Regions from separate parts of the Mus musculus genome. Here all the other regions are linked to region 2. Evidence: chromatin contacts called from public Hi-C and promoter capture Hi-C data. All regions are on one chromosome and are shown on one strand. The core of a region is the stretch at or near the end of the contact, and the rest is flanking DNA. Distances in the headings are between cores, read along the strand shown.

Region 1 (4,299 bases), core at 1,544-4,043, 650 kb after region 2:
TTTTTTTCATTTTAATATTTTTTATTAGATATTTTCCTCATTTATATTTCCAATCCTCTCCCAAAAGTCCCCCATACCCTCCCCCAACTCCCCTACCCACCCACTCCCACTTTTTGGCCCTGGTGTTCCCCTGTACTGAGGCATATAAAGTTTGCATGACCAATGGGCCTCTCTTTCCACTGATGGCCGACTAGGCCATCTTTTGATACCTATGCAGCTAGAGACAAGAGCTCCGGGGTACTGGTTAGTTCATATTGTTGTTCCACCTATAGGGTTGCAGATCCCTTTAGCTCCTTGGGTACTTTCTCTAGCTCCTCTATTGGGGGCCCTGTGATCCATCCAATAGCTGACTGTGAGCATCCACTTCTGTGTTTGCTAGGCCTCAGCATAGTCTCACAAGAGATAGCTATATCTGGGTCCTTTCAGCCAAATCTTGCTAGTGTATGCAATGGTGTCAGCATTTGGAGGCTGATTATGGGATGGATCCCTGGATATGGCAGTCTCTAGATGGTCCATCTGGTGTCTCTTAATGCTCTAACCAGTGGAAACCCTGGGGCTTCAAGAAACCTCAGGGGGCAGCTAACACTTGTGTGAAGATCCCTTTTCCAGCTGCACACTCATGTCTTCTCATCTACTGTGTTTGTTTTTCATAGTGATCCATTCCATCTCTCTCCTGATTGCCATAATCCCTGCTTTAAAATTGTGACTCCTAGGAAGTCAGTTGCTTTCTCCTAGGAAGGCAGTTGGTTGGTATGCCTACTCCTGCCTGAGAAGCAAGCTTCTCCTTCCTCTCCTGTTGTTTGTCTCTTATTAAGTTACCCTGTCATCAGTTTGGCCAAGCCAAGTTTTCTTTTAACTAAAAGTTCAATCAATGATCCCACTAGCTAACTTCCAAGTATCTCTGCAACCGAAATCATGTCTTCACCCTGATGTAGCCATATTTATCTTTCACCAGGAATCTAATAGGTGCTGTCCCATATCCATATCCATACTTAGCTTCTTCCAATATACTTGGAACATTTTGTAGTGACCTGAACTCTTTTAAGTAGCATTGTGTTCTTTAGGTTGGGCCAGCATTTATCCAGCATGCTGATAAACTTGTGTTTGCTGAATGGGATATTGAAAAAAAAATCATGAGGTCTGATTTGTACAGAGACACTAAGTTGAATATTGTTCCATTCCTTAAGACACAACTTCCCTGGGCTTTCTACAGTCTCTTCCTCTCAGCTCCCATTTGTCATTGTTTTCACCTGTAAAAGCTGCTTCTCACTGCTACTCAGATTCCATAACTCTTGGCTTAAGTAGCTGTTCACCTGCAGTGGTGAATGCAGTTTCCATTTACCTAGTGACGTTCTGCTCAACCGCAGGCTTGGTTACTCATAGAAGCCATTTCCACATTCCCATGACATTGTTTTCATTTTTATCTATTGATTTTTATTCTCTGGGCTCTAAATTCTGTGAATGTAAACATTGTTTGTTTATTAACCTAGAGAATACTTAGTGCTATACTTGGCCTGTGCTCAACACTTGGCACCAAGTAGAGAGAGTGGTTCAATGAAGGGAAATGACTTCAAGGTCAGAGGTTGAGTTTGAGTATGAAGGTTTTGTGATGGTGAAAGCACTAAAAGATGCAGATGCTAGAATGAAGTTGGACACAGAAATCTAGTGAAGTGGCCGTGTCTTCCACTTCTAATTTGGGAGAAAGAATAACTTTAATAGTTGTACTATCAAATGAAGCTTATAATTCTTATGAATACTAACTGTATTTATTAGAAGAGAAAATCAAATGCCAAGGTAAAACCACCATTCGTTATTCGTTTCAGTCACTACTTCCTTTCATTTTGTAAAACCATGTCCTCCTCCCTCCAAAAGGATGTTCTTGTGTTTGTTTGTTTGTTTGGACTAATAAACTTAACTTAACTTTAGTTAAATGAGTGGAACTTAGTGTTGTTTTAAAGTAAGTAATGACATATAGATTCTCTCCAATAGAATTTAGTATGTGGCCAAGGGAATTAGTATTTGGGTTCAGAGGTTAAGAGTACCAATTTTTTACAGGACCAGAATTCAATTCCCAGCACTGATTTCTGATGGGTCACAAACGTCTGTAACTCCAGCTTCAGGGGAAAGAACTGCTCTAGTCTCCACAGGCCCCTGCACTCAGTGTACACACAAAATCCCCCTCCCTTGCATACATACACATAATTAAAACTAAAATTTTAAAATAAAATTAATACTCATAGAGTTATTAAAAGTAGTGGATGTGTTCCAAATGAGAACCCTACAGGTTTACAAAAGTGCTTTCATGGAGTTTTTGTAGCTAAAGCATGAAACACCCCAGGGCAGGAAGGAAGTGTTCAGTTCTATTTCTCCTTTTACTAATACAGTTTGTTAAATCTTCCACTGAATAACTTTCTCCTATATTTATAAAAAAAGATACTTTTTCAATGTACACATGGGAATGTGTGAAGATGTCTTTCCAATAAATTTCTTACTGTTAAATGTCTTTAAGGTAAAAGTGTGTGTGTGTGTGGGGGGGGACCCAAGCTTTTGTTTTGTTAAAGTTTCAGACACGTATTTTAGCAGCCAACCTCACCAGTCTGAGTATATAAACCTTAACAACACCAGCATCTCTAGTGTTATGCTCCAATTGTTGATTTTTAAAATGGAAACTTCATAGAAATGTGGGTTTTTTTTTATGGGTCTTTGTGAAGGGCAGGTTATCAGAATGCACAAGGAAGCCAGTTTCTAGTTGCAAAGTGAAACCACATGGTCTGTGCATTCCAAACTGACGTAACCAATAGCAACTGCTTCAGCAGGCTCCCCCTGGAACGGCTAGAAGCATATTGACGGAATGCCATCGTAGACTCACGTGAACATGCCCTGAGTGTACTTTCCTATGTGAAGCTGTACAGTTAAGAGATCACAGCAAAAGCTAAAGTGAATCTTGCAGAAAATAAGTTATTTGTTGATGAAAGTAGAGCCAGAAGAAAGGTATCTGCTATGAAAATGTGCATGTGGAGTCTGAAGTGCCATGAATGTTCCCATTTCCCCCAAAATGGCATCATAAAGATCATAATAATGAATGCATGGTTACTAGGACCAAAGGTATAACTGTGACGCCTGAAGTTTGCTCTCAAGAAGTTGAGCAGTTTTTTTTTTAAATAGTCATTAGGCACTAGGCAAGAGAAACCAGTCTAGCTTCATGAACTAATTTTAAGCATTATTTAAAATTCTGTATTTCCTACTCAAAAAGATACAGCAATTTGTTTCTTTAAGTTTATAGAAATTATATAAACATATGTATTGCCAACATTATTTCTTTATATTTGAATACAATGTATCATATTTTTTTTTACAACAGAATACATTTGAACCTCAGTATAATATGGATCTTTATAGTACAAGTAGGCGGTATTATTTGCACTGTAGTTAGAAATATTTCTTCCAGAATGCTGCAGGGGCATGGAAGATTAATTTATTCCACTCGTATGTATTCATGTATTTTTAAATGGAATGTGATTTGTGTTGTGTCCTTAACAAATTAATATTTGGCAAGTACAGTTGCTAGAAAACAGGTTTCATCTTGATGTGGAGAAAGAGCTCTTGACCAGGAAAGTTAGCAGAAAGTTATGCAATAATAATATTTTCTTCAGGAAAATATTATTTTAACCAATAAATCTGTGAAAAAAAGCATTGCTTTTGGTCAAATAAAGATATTGATGGTGTTAAGAATTTTATCAAGGACTCTGAGAGCTCCTGACTTGAGGTTTTAACCTATTTGTAATGTGGTGTGAGTTTCATGCATCACAGTATGTTAAAATGTGTTCAGAGCTGAGTGTCAAGACTCTTCTATCTGCTTTTCATTTTAAATCTACTCTTGAGTTCTAAAGGCTTTGAACAGCTGTGGGTGTGTGGCCAGGACACTAAGTTTAACTGCAGACATGAACTTTGAACTTTCACCTCTTCTCATTTTTAGGAATTATTGCTTTTATACCTTCCAGTCACAACTTTTTCTTTTTTTCTTTTTTAATGTTGAATGTGCTCAAAGTTAGGATAATTAGAAGAAAAGAGAAAAGAGAATTCTATTTCAGATATGAAGATGCTTTAAAAGTCTCATTTTAGGAACATATTTGTATCCCACAATATTCCTGTTGAATTTGGGAATAAATTGTACTCCAGGGTATTCCCAGCGAGGAAGCTCTGCACTCTCTCTTGACCAGCCTGTAAGGTGTACGGAGATTGAACTGTTGATGTGTAGGAGTTGCTATGTTGGGTAAACACTATTGTTTCAAAGTGCAC
Region 2 (4,502 bases), core at 533-3,032:
ACCCAGAGACACAAGCACAAAGAAAGATAGAGAATACTGGCTAAGTTACATTCCCTAATGGATACAATTACAAGGTTTTAGGATTTAGAAAATCTTGCCATTTAAATCACATTTCCTTCAAGCTAAGAGATTTGTAAGGCCTACTGTTTATACTTGGAGATGAGACAGGGATGCTAATATTATACAGTCCGAGACAGAAGCACCCAGTCTTCTTGAAGTAAACACTGATCATGTGTTGTTTCTAACATCCTTGTTTGAGCTGTCCTTAGGAATATACATAATCTCTGCAGACTAAAAGCTTTATCAGTTTTGTTGAAGTTTCATGATTCTCAGGCAGGAAAGGAAAATTAGATCCCAAGAGGGAGGGTCCCCATCCCCCCAATTTTCTTCCCTTAAATTTGCCTGCCTTGCTATCCTACCTCTGTGTGAGTCTAGGTTCTTTCAGCTGGAGAAATTATATTGCCCAAAACGAGCTTCAGGAACCATGACTAGTTTACCATGTATTATATTTTATAATTCTTGAAGGCATGTCTCGGTTCTTTGAACTTATAAATAACAACTCAGGTGCTATGGAAAATTAATTCCGAAGACAATAAGTGTTTTCCTTGCTTTCTTATTCCGTTTCATCCATCTTTCTCATCTCACCTAGCAAGAGCTTTATGCTCATTAGCACAGCACAAATAGTTTGGTCCTCCTCCAAAACCCCATAGAAGGATCATGTGTCGTTTCTTTTTAATTACACCTAACTTTTTAATAGCACTTGCCTGCCTGGGGATGATTCTAGGATATCTTATGCTGTTTAAATTGCAGATTCAGTTTCCGTGCAATGAGAACCTTGAAGACTCTCTAAGCCTCACAACTCTCACCTAGTTCATATTTTACCAGTCTGGATAGATTTATAGATGCTCTTTAAAATTATGCCTTCCTTGAGCTACATGGACAAGCATCCCAGAGTCCCAGTGGGATTACTGGTCCATGCTCACACATCTGCACAGCAACTGAATTATCAAAATGAGCAGCCGGTACCATGCATGTAAAGCTCCCATTTCTCCTTTTATTCAAACATTTATTTAGTACTTAATGGTGCCAGGCACAAAGATAAAATAAAATACCTTCAGAAAAGACTGGAATTAGACTTCTTGGCTGGAGGCAAGGAATCTGCACTTCAGTGGGCAATGTACAGGGTACGTTTCTGTTTGCCCAGCATGTCCTTTCCCTGCAGCTCAGGGATTTGTAACTAAAGGACGTCCTACAAAAACCTGTGGTGAAGAAAGGATGTAAAAGTCTGTGTCGAAAATGCCTCAAACAGCTAGGTCCTAAGCAAGAGCACTTCTCCTATACTCTATAGTCATTTTAAAAATTTAATGAAAGTCCAGGGTAGATTATAGATCGGGCTGGCTGTCTACCTTGAATTTGCAGTTAAGATGGCAAATGCATAAAACTCATATAATATCTTATCAGTTATCTGAGTTTTCAAGCATCGTGCGACTAGGGTAACATATTTTCATATTCATTTTCAATAAGGTCAATCTCCCTTTAAAAAATGGGCTAAGCACTAAAAGTACTAGTATTATATGTATGTATCTTTTCACAAAGAACTAAAAAGAGGTCGACAGACCAGACCACTAAAGAAACAGTATCAGATTTGTAAAAAGAAAAAAGAAAAAAAGGAAAAAAAGAAAAAAAGAAAGAAAAAAAAAAAAAAACCTTCACTGGGCCAATAGAAGGCCTCGTTGTCTCGCGAGAGTTGAGGAAGTTGGGGATGAGACTAAAGGGAATCACGAGTCTGCCTGAGTCTGAGCTGGTGGAGACCTTTCTCGCGCTGGCCGGCTGGGCGCGCGGCCGGCGGGGACTTTTTTCACGCTGCTCGGCGGGTCACTCAGCTATGGAGCGGAAGTCGAATCTGTCTCTGCTTCTCCTACTGCTGGTCCTGGGCATGCCCCTGGTGCGGGGCTCCAGCCCTCTGCCCCTGGTCGTCAACACTTGGCCTTTTAAGAATGCCACTGAAGCAGGTGGGGAGCGGCAGCCCGGGGCGGGTGGCTGCACTGTGTGAGCTCCTCTGCAGGAAGCTGCACTCAGTCCCTAAGGTTGCAGGAGGGAACCCGCTGCAGAAGGCCGAGCCTCCTCTCCTTCCTGCATCTCTGACTTTACACCAGACCCTCTCCATCTTCCCTGCCCCTGCTGCATTTTAGGATCTGGTGTATTGTTCTGCTTCCTGCACCACCTTGTCTGACCTCTAACATTGGGCCTCTTAGCTATACTTGTACAGGGTCACCTGCCTCACTTTTTGTGGCAGTCTTTTGCCACAAAGTTTTTCCTCCACTCTACACTTCTTGTGATAGCCTCCTTCCTGTTTCTCCATTATCTTCTGGATTCCAGTTTAGGAAACAATTGATAATTTCCTACGGATGCATATGTATTTGATCAATGTTTGTGACGCTGCCCTTATCACTTATACATTCAAATTATCTTCAGTGTTTCTTGGGATTGTACCTTATTGCCCCCAACCTTGACACCCTTGAGACTGCTATCACATTAAATGTTCGTGGACACTGTTGGATCCAGAATCCAGTGCAGAAAAAATCTGTATGTTATCGGGGATGTGTGGGAAGCAGAGTTAGTGAGAAATCAGACCAAGAAAGAGACCTCCTAACAATAACCAAACAAAGAAATTCCACCTTTATATGCATGGTATGATTCTGTGAAAGTTACTAGTATTGAAGTTGGGGAGGGGAGACTTCTTAAAACCAACATCCATGGAATTATAAGTAAAACGTCTTTCCTTTCAATACCTACCCACTCGATACTCAAAGAACACCACAAAACACAAACAAGAAACGTGGACACCTTAGAGAAATGCCTTTTTGAAACTGGGCAACTTCTGAAATATACTGTGTGGCCTTGAATGAATTACTTCATCCATGTCTGTGCTTTTCTTCTGAAAATGAGAATTATAATTATAAAATATTATCTCAGAAGCTGCATGAAGGTGAGATTAATTCACCCACATGAAGTCATTTGCCACTGTAATACTCTGCTGAGGCTTGCTGGGATACTTGTTCTCATTGAGAGTGTGAAATATGCATATTTTAGTAATCTAATGAGTGACATATGCCTGTAATTTCAGCTCTCAGGTAGCTGTGGTAGGAAGACCCAGACTTGTAGACATGCCTAGACTTGTACATGGATTTTCATTTGGGCTTAGGGCTAGATGGCAAGACCCTAGCTCACAAGATGAGAAAAACAGAAATGAAGAAATGTTAAGCTGTAATTCAAAATACTTTAAAGTTCAACTGTCTCCAAATAGTTTCAGTTATCTCTCTTAAAGATGGCATATTTTTTACACAGAGAAAAATAGTTACTGATAAGTTTTTTAAATAGTTTCCACTAAGAGCCAACCTCTTTGAATTCTTTATAGTAAGGAGTCATATACTTTGGTCTGTATCATTCTAATTTCCCTGTTGTAATGTTCCCATTTGGTAAAATGACTTGTTAAAATTTCAGCTTAACAGTATAAATGTTAAGAAAAAAAAAACTTAGACATCTCAAACTGTTCTTGGCTTGTTGCATTTCACATTGAAAATATATATGACTATACATAAGCTCTGTTGGAATTTAACAGCGTGGTGGACATTGCTATCTGGAGGTTCTGCCCTGGATGCAGTGGAGAACGGCTGTGCTGTGTGTGAGAAGGAGCAGTGTGATGGGACTGTAGGCTTTGGAGGAAGTCCTGATGAAGGTGGCGAAACCACCCTGGATGCCATGATAATGGATGGGTAAGGATGCTTTTCAGGACTTGTCTGTGCGCTCTCCTGTCAGGTGGGCTCATATTCAGAGCAGGCTGGAAGGATGCATGAATGTGAGCATCAGCCAGAAGTCCCGGCTTATGGGGCTTCTCCCTTCCAACACAAAGAGTGAACAGAAAAAAGAAAAGAAAAGCCGAAAGGTCACCCGGATACTCAGGATCACAGAAAAGTAGGTGGTTAAGTAGCTTTGGCTGAGGAGAACCCTGAGATGCAGAGCTGTACCTGTGCCACAGTTATTTGCTACCATCTGCAAATGCTGTGGTCTCAGTGACCTCACCCAGAGGCCTCTGTAAAAGCCATGTTTAAAATAATGTGTTGGGATATATACTAAATCGACTGTTCGTTCTTGAATTTTGTCTGCGGGAATCCATGAACTTTACGGGCGGTTTTCCCTTCTGTGTTGAGATGCAGTTTAGCCTTCCACGTATTGCTGCTCCGAGAAATGCGATTTTTTATGTTCAAATACCAACAGAAAATGCCTTCGTAAATCTTCCACGTCCTTGCCTTCCAGCACTGCCATGGATGTGGGAGCAGTGGGAGGCCTTAGAAGAATTAAAAACGCGATTGGCGTGGCGCGGAGAGTCCTGGAGCATACCACACACACGCTTTTAGTGGGGGACTCAGGTATATGTAAAACCATACCGAAATTTTGTTCCAGTCTTTTTGTCTATTGTCACTGAGAAAGAGAGAGGGAGA
Region 3 (4,207 bases), core at 1,453-3,952, 570 kb after region 2:
ACAAAAAACAGTTTTAAAAAAGATATTTTTAAACTTCAAAATCTGTAATAGTTATTTAATTTTTTAGGTGTTAAGCAGGGGGAAAATCCCTAGCAACTTTTAAAAAAAGTATGTTGTTAAATAATGTTTATTAATAACTATTATACATAATAATAGTGATATCTTCTTTTAAACCCTAGGCTTCATTCATGGTAAGTAAGCATTCTAACATTGGGCTATATGGTCAGCCCTACTGTATTGGTTTTAAAGACAACTGATGTTTCTTTTATTTAAACAGGTCTTGCTATGACTTTATTTACAGAAAACAGTAATTAGCAACAGGAAGATAAATATATGTAAGTGGAGTGCATGTGCTAACCATCTTAAAAAAAGTTTGCCACTAATTCATTTTGATACATGTTAATTTTGCTGATTTTTATGGTATTCATACCATGCTAAATCCTGAGATTGATGGAAAAGTGTGACAGTTCTCAGTGTAGGCTGTCTATCTGAGGCATTCTGACATCCAAGCCTTTTCCCAGAATTCCCTAAATCCTGGTGGCATGCCTAACCATCTGGTTTTACAACCGCCCTTTGTGACTCCAAGTGCAATAAAAGTTAAGAACCACTGTACTGAGACAAGATTCCAAGGACACTCCATTTCTACTTGAGTCAAAATCCAGCCAGTTCAACAGGAACACAGAAAGAAGGGAACATACAGAAAATGTCAAGTTCCCAAATTGCCTTAGCAACTTGTGAGGGGCCGTCTGTGGCAAGGTAAGACTTCCTCATGATAAACCATGAGACACAAGTTAGAGCCCAGAAGACAACTCCTGCCACAAATGCAGAGTAGTGCAGACATAACTAAATATTAGTACACACGCAGATTTCTTGAGAAATCTGGTCAACTTTAAGAGTTCTTTGCATCAACAGCATGACTTGGCTGCCAGAAAATAAACTTGGTCCAATGCTATGTCAACAAATGCTTGCTTTCTAGACAAGGAAGACCCCTCCTTTTCTGCATGCTTCGTTGGGGTATTTTAAGTATGGAGCCATGTTCTGAACGGCGTACTTTATGAAGATAAACTTAGCATGATGGATGAGGATAATTGGAACTGTCGGGTTAAACTAAAAAGGAATCTTTCACTGGTAGGAAAAGTAGCCCTGGGAGAACGTGACAGATATTTCCAAATATCTGAGGGGCTAACATGTGGAATTTACATTAGACGAAGTACGCAAAATACCAAAGTCAAAAGCAATGGGTAGTTGGAAGATTCAATGATGTCAGTCTTCAATAAAGGGAAGCACAGTCAGGGCAAGGGGCATTCACTGTTTGTAGAGGTATTTAAGCACTCACGGAAATGTTGGGCAAGGAGACCTCCAGATCATATTATTTGAATTACAAGGAAACGTCTTTCCTCCAACGACAATTTTGTGGCTTTTTAACATTAGTGCACTTAGTATAGTTTTTGAATAGGCAAGACCTTTCATGTCTCTATGCTGTTGATGCAGCTTAAGTGGAACTTCTGCCATCTGCCCACCTGCCCAGGAAAGCAGATGCCATCACCAGGAAGACAGCAGAGTTCCTAGGTGCTTTTCCAGAGAATAAATGCATCACTGCTGTTTGCTCTTTCAGCATATAAATTGTCCCATTTCATTCTCTTTCTCTTGCAAATGGAAGGTGTGTCTTGCAGATACAGTTTGGGTGTGTCTCTATCAATGTTCTTTAAGATTCTGGACCATCTGTCCTTCAGATGGAACTTTAGGTCTTCCGGAAGATCACTAAGATCTTAGCATGAATGACTTGCCCTGTATTCTGAGATGTCCCTCTTTGCATTCTTGCTTCAAGTAAACCAGAAAACAGTGGAGGTGGTGGTGCTGGGAAGGGCACTATGGCCCCATAGGTCTCTGCTATAATGTTGATCTTTTTCTCTGAAGTGTTTTAGAAGTCTCAGGCTGGTCCCAAACTTCTCAGGATAAAGAATGTCTGGAGAAGGATTTTACCACAAGGGGTTGCCAGGGCCAAAGCGTGCGTCTCCTACCCACTGTACCTGCTCCCCCCTCCCCATCTTTCTAGCAGCTGAGCTCAGTCATGTGGCCCCTAAAACTGGTCCTGCAGAGAGAGTCAAGCCCCCAGACCTGACTTGAGCCCCTGCCTCCCCACCCCGACACCCCAGCAGAGCCCAGAGAGAAGGGCAGAGAAAGGGAAAGCGAGGAGAGTGGATGGAGGTGGGGCTGGAGGAAAGCGTGGGGCTGGAGGGAGCAAGCTTCCTAGGGAAAGAGAGGGGAGGGCTGACTGGGCTCGGCACGCTCCCTCCCTCTTGCCGCTTTCTCTCACATAAGCGCAGGCAGAGGGCGCATCAGTCATGCCCTGCCCCTGCGCCCGCTGCCGCCGCCGCCACCGCCACCGCTCGGCCCCGCGCGCGCAGGAGGCTCGAGCGCCCGGGAGCTCGCGGGCCTCGCCGCCGCCGGGCGCCCCGCCGCCCTCCTCCCGCCCCCCGGCTCCGCCGCCACCACCGCCTTCTCCCGCGGCTCCCGCGGCCCGGCTCCTTTCACTTCGGGCGAGGGGAGGGAGGAGGGGGGACGAGGGACCCGAGGGCTCTTCGGGACGAGTGGAACATCGCGGGGTGACTGGGCTTAACCACCCCACCCCCTCTTCTTTGCAAAACACCAAAAACAAAACCGCGATCGGCGGAGCCGGCGCCCTCGCTTCACCTCGCGGGCCGCCACCGAGGGCAGTTCGGATGTCCGGTTTCCTGTGAGGCTCGTACCTGACACCCGGGAGCCTCTCCCCCGTGAGGGCTGCCAGAGCCGAGGGCAAAAGTTGCGAGCCGCCGAGTCCCGGGAGACGCTCGCCCAGGGGGGTCCCCGGGAGGAAACCACGGGACAGGGACCAGGAGAGGACCTCAGCCTCACGCCCCAGCCTGCGCCAGCCAACGGACCGGCCTCCCTGCTCCCGGTCCATCCACCATGCACTTGCTGTGCTTCTTGTCTCTGGCGTGTTCCCTGCTCGCCGCTGCGCTGATCCCCAGTCCGCGCGAGGCGCCCGCCACCGTCGCCGCCTTCGAGTCGGGACTGGGCTTCTCGGAAGCGGAGCCCGACGGGGGCGAGGTCAAGGTAGGTGCAAGGGACCCCGTCGGGTCGGGCTGAGGATCCGAGGCTCCCAAGTCCTGGACTGTGTGTGGGCTTGGCTTTACTGGGTGTACAGAGAACCTGCCGTGGAGTGTGTGTGCATAATTATTTATTTAACCTTTGGATCCAAAGTTAGAGATTGGTGCACGCTTGCTTGGAGCAAAGTTTCTCTTCTTTTTTTCTCTCCCCCAGTGGAAAGCTGTTACTAGAAAGGAAAGCAACTTAGAGGAGGGAAGGGCCCAAGAGGTGTTCAGTCACACAGATTCCTTCTCCTTCATAGTGGTCTCCTGCCAACAGAGGAGTTTGCACCCTGCCCCAGTGGCATGGCTCCAGAGAGAATTTCATTGCTGTAGGAAATGCTCTTTTCTTTTCCTGGCTGGTTTTGGACTCCAAAGAGCTTCTGGGGTGTGTGACCAGACAACGGAGTTTTATGCTCCTGGAGTTTGCATAGCAGGGGCCCCAGGCTCTGTGAGCTAGTTTGGAAAAAGTGTGAGTAAATTTAGAAACTGGGCTTAAAGGTTTTGGATTTCAGAATTAACTTGAACTTGGTCAAATCCAAGATGTAACAGAAATTGGAATCTTCTAAACTTTATCAATTCTTTTCCTAAACAGTGGCTATAAGATTAAAAAAAAATCAAAGTATCAATTAGTTTGTTTTATTTTGTTTTAAAGAGAAATAGCATCTTTCCTGAACACGTTAAGGGACTTTTGAAGACATTCCGATTGTCTGACTCAGTTATCTTATCTTGTGTACTTCTCACTTGAACCTTCTAAAGAATATGTTTATAACATCTTCAAGTTTATACTTGGCGTAATAGTTGGGATCTTGAACTCCTGCAAAAGTTTTGTGTTTAAGGCACTGCGAAGCCCCCTGGCTGGAAGCAGACTGAAGTGGTTTATAGTAGCTGACTGCAAGTGGGGGGAAAAAAATAGAAGGGGGTGTGTTACTCTCAACTTTCAGTTGACTTTATTGGTGAACATACACAGAATGTGCAGAGGTCAAACCACCTTCCCTGGAAAGGTTTGTCTGAGAAAAACTTTAATACGGACAAGACTAGGTTATAAGATATCAAGTTACCATTGTGTCTACATTTGG

What was found. Promoter capture Hi-C pulls out the DNA fragments that hold promoters and counts their contacts. Hi-C and Micro-C count contacts between places; a contact is called where the count stands out from the background.
Region 1: a promoter capture Hi-C map of liver shows a contact between it and region 2, with 2.7 times the contacts expected there. The contact joins the enhancer-like site here to the promoter of Aga in region 2. A contact is called at or near these places in 4 of 39 promoter capture datasets (the C10 cell line, liver and pre-B cells), 1 of 484 Hi-C or Micro-C datasets (ventricular fibroblasts) and 1 of 115 datasets of contacts at active chromatin or transcription factors (bone marrow-derived macrophages).
Region 3: a contact with region 2 is called in a Hi-C map of muscle stem cells, with 2.5 times the contacts expected there. The contact joins the promoter of Vegfc here to the promoter of Aga in region 2. A contact is called at or near these places in 5 of 39 promoter capture datasets (the 3T3-L1 cell line, liver, maxillary cranial neural crest and 1 more) and 2 of 484 Hi-C or Micro-C datasets (muscle stem cells and uterus).

The regions. Positions count from the first base shown.
Region 1 is chr8:54,160,913-54,165,211 of GRCm38.p6, forward strand. The region is part of intron 3 of Vegfc (vascular endothelial growth factor C); the gene reads left to right. Among named protein-coding and RNA genes, the nearest start is that of Gm33153, 79 kb to the left of the region's middle. Within about 2 kb of position 2,794, at least 45 of the 459 cell types and tissues checked have an H3K27ac peak or open chromatin away from gene starts, as enhancers often do.
Region 2 is chr8:53,509,920-53,514,421 of GRCm38.p6, forward strand. Aga (aspartylglucosaminidase) reads left to right here and starts at 1,783. Exons shown (of 9, transcript NM_001005847.2): 1 at 1,783-2,012; 2 at 3,623-3,776; 3 at 4,318-4,430. The coding sequence starts at 1,886.
Region 3 is chr8:54,074,830-54,079,036 of GRCm38.p6, forward strand. Vegfc (vascular endothelial growth factor C) reads left to right here and starts at 2,703. Exons shown (of 7, transcript NM_009506.2): 1 at 2,703-3,096. The coding sequence starts at 2,950. Gm33153 reads right to left here. Exons shown (of 1, transcript XM_006509526.4): 1 at 1,241-4,207. The coding sequence starts at 2,944. The coding sequence ends at 2,105.